Linked DNA regions of Mus musculus: region 1 is linked to region 2. A link is a contact called in public HiChIP or PLAC-seq data. All regions are on one chromosome and are shown on one strand. The core of a region is the stretch at or near the end of the contact, and the rest is flanking DNA. Distances in the headings are between cores, read along the strand shown. Region 1 holds the start of Nkx6-1 (NK6 homeobox 1). Region 2 has its middle 110 kb from the start of Gm36851.

Evidence for each region. HiChIP or PLAC-seq counts read pairs in DNA pulled down with a chosen protein or histone mark.
Region 1: an H3K4me3 HiChIP or PLAC-seq map of neural tube shows a contact between it and region 2, with 3 times the contacts expected there. The contact joins the promoter of Nkx6-1 here to the enhancer-like site in region 2. A contact is called at or near these places in 6 of 39 promoter capture datasets (the 3T3-L1 cell line, cranial neural crest, embryonic stem cells and 3 more), 2 of 484 Hi-C or Micro-C datasets (both in nephron progenitors), 8 of 115 datasets of contacts at active chromatin or transcription factors (craniofacial prominence, embryonic forebrain, embryonic hindbrain and 4 more) and 1 of 9 other capture datasets (embryonic stem cells).

The regions. Positions count from the first base shown.
Region 1 is chr5:101,663,003-101,666,271 of GRCm38.p6, reverse strand. Nkx6-1 (NK6 homeobox 1) reads left to right here and starts at 1,561. Exons shown (of 3, transcript NM_144955.2): 1 at 1,561-2,710. The coding sequence starts at 2,038.
Region 2 is chr5:101,123,535-101,126,615 of GRCm38.p6, reverse strand. No RefSeq gene overlaps it. Among named protein-coding and RNA genes, the nearest start is that of Gm36851, 110 kb to the left of the region's middle. Within about 2 kb of position 1,350, at least 8 of the 459 cell types and tissues checked have an H3K27ac peak or open chromatin away from gene starts, as enhancers often do. A contact at or near this core is called in neural tube, where this site is marked.

The sequences.
Region 1 (3,269 bases), core at 312-2,811, 540 kb before region 2:
TCGTCTCTAGTTTACTCAACTACCCGAGTTGAGAGCTTGACCAGACTTTCCAACAGTTACCTGTCTTCCCCCGAGGTATTCCTCTATCTAAAGTTGTCCTGTGAATTTTAGTGATCCTGCCTCATAAATCCAACTAATAATAATAGAGGGAGGATTTTAAAAAAATAATTATCTCATTTCTGTTAGGTTTAGACACCACGCAGGAGATAAATATTCTCATTAAGCTGATTTCATCCCCAGAGTACTGAGCCCCCTCATAAGTGATAATGATCTAGGGAGTGGGAGAGCGAAGACAAGAACGGAGAAAGAACAGAAAAGAGCAGGAGACGGAAAGATGGTGAAGGGTGACCCTTAGGCCTGCGAGGGGTTTAAAAACATCTACGGGCTTAAGGAACAACAAATCAATTTACACGATTCTGGAAGAGCCCAGAGGGCCTTTAATTAATCCCTTCAAAAGAAGGAAGTCGGCCTGGGATATGCCTCCTGCCTGCTCCATTAGCTCCCTTTTCGCAAGGGTCCAGACACCGTTGGAGGTGGGCGCCGCGCGCGAGCTGGGGGAGGATGACGCGAGCTGGCGTGGGCGGAAGAGCCGCACTTAAACTGCTTTTCCATAGAAGGGCTGGATTTTCATTATTCCTCTCTTTAAAAAGTAATGCCCTCTTCGTCCCTGCTCCCTCCTTCTCCTTTCCATTTTATTTTGCACGATTAGTTGAGCCGGCCGCTGGCTCTAGACTGGAACCACTCTTTTCGCCAGGCCCCTCCCCTCTTGGCTCCGCCCAAGTGAAGCTGGGGCGGGGACTAGGAGGGCGCGTCCTTATGGCTCCCTAGTCTCAGCCAATCAAAAGGTGTGGCGCTCCCAGGTGGGCGTGTTCTAGGAGCGACGCCTTGCCCAAGCTGAGCGCTATTGGAGGCGGTGTTTACGCCCAGGACCCGGGCCCCGCTCCTCAGTCCCGCCCCGCCGAGCCGCCCCGGAATGACGTCCTCGAAAGTTCTCATTTTGGCCCCCCACCTCCCCTCCCTTGCGTCCCCCAGCTAAAGAGAGGCAGGGAGGGGTGCAAATATTTTATTACCTTTGAGAGCTTCATCCGAACTGTCAGGCCCAGAGGGAGAGAGGAGAGAAGGGAAGAGCCGCCGAGAGGGTCAGTTTGGCCAGAGGACAGGGCTTGGAAGAGCCAAGCCTGGAAAGCCAAGGAGAAATGCCAGAGAGGCAAGAGAAAGGCGGAGAGTGAGAGGAAGAGAGGGCGCCAGGGGGTGGGACGGGGGGGGGTCTCCCGGCCGGCTTGCAGAAGAGGACGGACGATCGGAACCGGCCCGTCAGACTTTTTCCATACTTAGGTTTATTTTCTTTTATCCTTTTCGATCCGGCTAGTCCGGCGCCGCGTGGCTCGGAGGGGAAGTAGGCTCGTGGGCGCACCAAGTCCCCAGCCGCCGGAGCGGTGTCACTGACTGCCCTTTCTGGCGCAGTAACGCCGGGCCCGAGGCAGTGGCGGGCGCGATACCCGCGCCGGCCGTTTGTGCTCTGTCCCCCGGGCGAGCGGTGAGTGCGACTCAGCAGCGCGGCCGCCGGGAGAGCGGAGCGTCCGAGCGAGATCAGAGGCGCGCACCGGGCGGAACGCCGCCCGCTTTGAAGCTCCCCCAGGCGAGCGAGCCGGCCCCCGCCCTCCTACATCAAAGCGAACGCTCCGCGCCTCCCAACCTTGTTGCAAACTCTCTGGGTCGGCTGCGGGGTACGTCTTGCTGATTTCCCGCGGGGGTGGAGAAGATGAGAAGCAGAGCGCTCTGAGCCGGGAACGAGGGACCAGCGCCTGGGATCGAATCCGGGACTCCCGAAGCCGAGGAAGCGCTGAGCCCGCCCGCGCCCCCGCAGCCCTCGCCCCTGCCGCCTCCCGCGGGGCGTTTGGACATTTTTGCTGCGCAGCTCCCGGAGCCCGCGGCCGATCCACACTTCGCTTGCGCGCGCCCCCGGCACCTCGGGTTCTCCCGAGCCCCGGCGGGGCCACCGACCTGCGTGGCTGCGGGTTCGGGTCTGGCTGTGGGATGTTAGCTGTGGGGGCGATGGAGGGCCCTCGGCAGAGCGCGTTCCTGCTCAGCAGCCCGCCCCTGGCCGCCCTGCACAGTATGGCCGAGATGAAGACCCCGCTCTACCCCGCCGCTTATCCCCCGCTGCCCACCGGGCCCCCCTCCTCCTCGTCCTCGTCCTCCTCGTCCTCGTCGCCCTCCCCACCTTTGGGCTCACATAACCCGGGCGGCTTGAAGCCCCCGGCCGCGGGGGGCCTCTCGTCCCTGGGCAGTCCCCCGCAGCAGCTTTCGGCGGCCACCCCACACGGCATCAACGACATCCTGAGCCGGCCCTCTATGCCGGTGGCCTCGGGGGCCGCCCTGCCCTCCGCCTCGCCCTCCGGGTCTTCCTCCTCCTCCTCCTCGTCCGCCTCCGCCACCTCGGCCTCTGCGGCGGCCGCCGCCGCCGCTGCTGCTGCCGCCGCTGCCGCCTCGTCGCCCGCTGGGCTGCTGGCCGGCCTGCCCCGCTTCAGCAGCCTGAGCCCTCCGCCACCGCCGCCCGGGCTCTACTTTAGCCCCAGCGCCGCGGCTGTGGCCGCCGTGGGCCGGTACCCCAAGCCCCTGGCCGAGCTGCCCGGTCGGACGCCCATCTTCTGGCCCGGAGTGATGCAGAGTCCGCCGTGGAGGGACGCGCGCCTTGCCTGTACCCCCCGTGAGTACTATGGGAGGGGAGGGTGGGTCCCTGCCTTCTAAGTCTGCTCTCGGGTCGTGAAGCACACAGTGCCCCTGCGGGCGGTCAGTCTCCTGGCCGCCACACTAGTTTGGAAGTTCCGGGACAGCACGCCGTTGGCTGGGCCCCTGCAGGCGAGCGAGGGACTCGCGCTTTCCTGGGCTCGCCGAGGCTCATGCAGGCCTGGGCTCCACCAACGAGAATGCGTCTGGACAGAACACAGCGCAGCAAGCGAGCTTCTGTCTGGGCTGTTCTTGAACCTGGCCAGCTCTGGGTCAGATGGATGGAAAGCGGGAAAAGGCCTCCGCACCCCTTCCTTTCTGGCTCCTTCCTGCCATGCTCGCCCGTTCCTTCAGTAGTCTGACCCTTGTTTTCGGCAAACCCGCGAGGGTAGGCAAGGCAGCTGGCTATCTACCTCCTCGAGAAAAGCAGACTTTTGCTTGCACACACCCTCCCTGGTTGTCTCCAGCTCACCTTTTCTCCCAGCTCCCTCGCCCACTCCCAGTGCACTTGTCCAGAATGACCTGTGCCAGCGGTTCCC
Region 2 (3,081 bases), core at 101-2,600:
ACATTTGCATACCGAATCTCTCATATTTTTTAAGACTGCCATCTCAATCTACACAGCAGCCAGGTACATCCGGTTCTGGTCTGCTCTAACACAAAAGCAAACTCTTGCTCATTTTGTATCTTTATTATTATCAACGCTCATACTGAATCTGCCCAATCCATCATAAAGGAAATTGCAGTGTCTGGATTCTTTGATTTCTTTTCCCTTCCATGCACAAACTGGGCTAGACTAAGATCCGAGATTCTGTCTACTTGTTTCTGAATCCTAGACATCTCATTAGTGATCGATGACCTAATCCTTTTAATATGCCTTCCAAGAAGGCTTCCTCATTACACTCTCCCTCAGGAGCGAGACGGAATATAGGTGGGGAGGGGAGAGGTGAAGTCTACTCCATTCTCTGAAAATCTGTTTGGGCTTTAGAAACAGGTGAGCATCGGCCATGCAGAAACGGTAGGGTAAGCACAGTGTGACTCCACATTGCATTCACTATTCGCTCTCTCTGATGCGACAGCTTCATACTTCTCATCTGTTACCATGTGACATGTGCTGCCTTGTGTTTCCTCTGAGACACACGTGAGCAGCTGAGCATGCGATCCCTGGTCTTCCCGATAGAGCCACTACGGAGGAGCACAGAAGAGCACTGCTCAGATGCCCATAGGTCCATTCCAATTGTCATTCTCCTTCCGGATAATCTGCCTCTGAACAAGGCCTTAGGTCAATCTCTACCTGCTTCTGTTGTCACCGTTTTTTATTTCCTGGATAACCCTGACTCTTAATACCCCATGGGAAATAACAATCCAGACTCACTTTGCCCCATATTTAAATAACTAACATTTTAACACAGTAAGTATACTAATAACTAGGTCCTTAAGACTGGACAGTGGAGGGGCTAAGAGATCTAAATCAAAGGTGAAGCTAACTTCAACAAAATTTGGATCTTTTTATACCTTACAGTTTAATCTCTCACCAAACCTGTTTCCTCCTCCTCTAGGGATTAAAGGTGTCTCCATATACACTTGTTAGAATTAGCTTACTCTCTGTGTAGAGTCCTGCAGAGCACAAACCACTCCATAATTACCAGCGGCTCTTGGCCTTGCTGGTGTGATTGTTAGAAAGCATTAGCACGTCTCTACATGTGAAAATAGTAACAGCAGAATCAGGACAAGAGTTCCTCTGGTGTCCTTCTCATTAGAGGAGGAAACAAAAGAAACTCTGGGAAACTGTTGGAAGCTGCTGGGCCCCCATGGGTGGCATGACCAAAAGGCCAGTGGAGCGGCAAGCCCATAACTTCAGGGTATAATAAGTCCGAGAGCGTTACTCGGAAACTTTATCTTGCCAACAAAAGGGAGCAGGGGATCCCATGAAAGGGCTGAAATCTGGTCACTAGGCAGGGTTGTGAACAGCAAATACAGATGACAGTCATATTTACGGTCAATTTACCAGAATCAGGTATCAGATGACCTCTGACACCAGCCATCACTTACTAAAGAGCTAATTAGCTGTAAAGATGGGGTGACAGGTCAATTGTATCCTCACAAAGGATGAATTTGTCATGTGGGAATCTGCTGGTAGTTACAGCTTCTGGGTGGCTTTTTGGCCTACAAAGACAGCTAAGTTAGGGGAAAGACAAGAGGGAGGCCCAAGTATTTAGGAAATCTAGAGGCATTTACTTCCCAGGGGCAGATGACTGCACACAGACACTCCTGGCCCAGAAACTCCGGGCTTTAGCATCAGCTGTGGAAATGAAGAACTCCTAGAAATCAGAAAGAACCTGCCTTCTCAGGGAACTGATATCAATATTAGCAGCCATTGTTTCTCTAGAATTAATTTTTGTTTGCTATTGTGCGCTGTTTCCCCCTAAGTCTTAACAGTGCATTCACTGAAACTGAGGGAAACTTAAGGGGAAAAAAAGAGAGGAACTCTCTAGACTTTTTATTCCTAAATAATTGGTATTAAGATTATGTGGTGTGGTTCTTTTTTACATTAATGGAGAAAGCTAAAGTCAAGAGGGATACACAATTCGAAGTCTTTATTGATGTCACATTTTACCCCTAAAAGCATCTCCTTGTGTTATTAACCAATTCCCAGCACGACTACAATTTATAAAATTGCCCTTTCCAAGTTCTCTGGATCTCAGAAATGGCTTATTTTATGGCCTAAAAATCATTGTCTCTTGATACATCGTGAGTGAAAGATGTTAAAAGTTTTCTTGCTCATGCTAGCTAGCAATACCCAAGACTACCTGCCATTCTAAAAACTGTCCTGTGTGTCACCTGTCACCAAACCTGTGCCAGCACCATGAGTTAGCTGCTACGCATGGATCTCTGTTCTGACAGGCCCACTCAAGGACAGTCAGGTCCTAGTTTCCCATAGAAACTACATAGCCTTTGCCAACCAGGAAAAGAGGAAAGAAAGAAAGCTAGGTGGAGAAGACATGTTACCTACTCCACTGTAGCAATGAGAAAATAAAGACGTTCTTCCCTTTCATCCCTGAGGTTGGCTAAAATCAGGCTGCAATACTGCACAGGATCAAAATGGACCTTACAGTTAGCATGAGTGCATATGGAATCTTTTACAGATATCATGGTTACATATAGAATGCCTTACTGCCTACCAAGTGAGTGCCCCTGTTGTCCTAGGAGTCTTTCTGCCCAAGGAGCCACTGGCACACATTACAAGGTGGCTGCCTCTCAGAAGTCCCTCCCATCTCCCTTGGCTTCAAGGGAAAGGCAATGAAGGATTTCCTTCCCATGCTTTGCAACAGCGGCTCTCAGCCTGGGGGTCATGATCCCTTCAGGAGGGACACATATCAGATGCACTGAATATCAGATATTTACCTTGTGATTCATAACAGTAGCAAAAATTACACTTATGAAGTAGCCAAAGGAATCATTTATGGTTGGGGGGGGGGGTCACTACAACATGAGGATCTGTATGAAAGGGTCACAGCGTTAGGAAGGTTGAGAACCACTGATCTGAAACATCCCAAGCTCTGACTCAAAACACTGATTCATGATAGAAACTAGAAAAAAAAAAAAGCCAGGATGTGGTAGGGCTGCAATGGCTCAAACAAGGTAATGA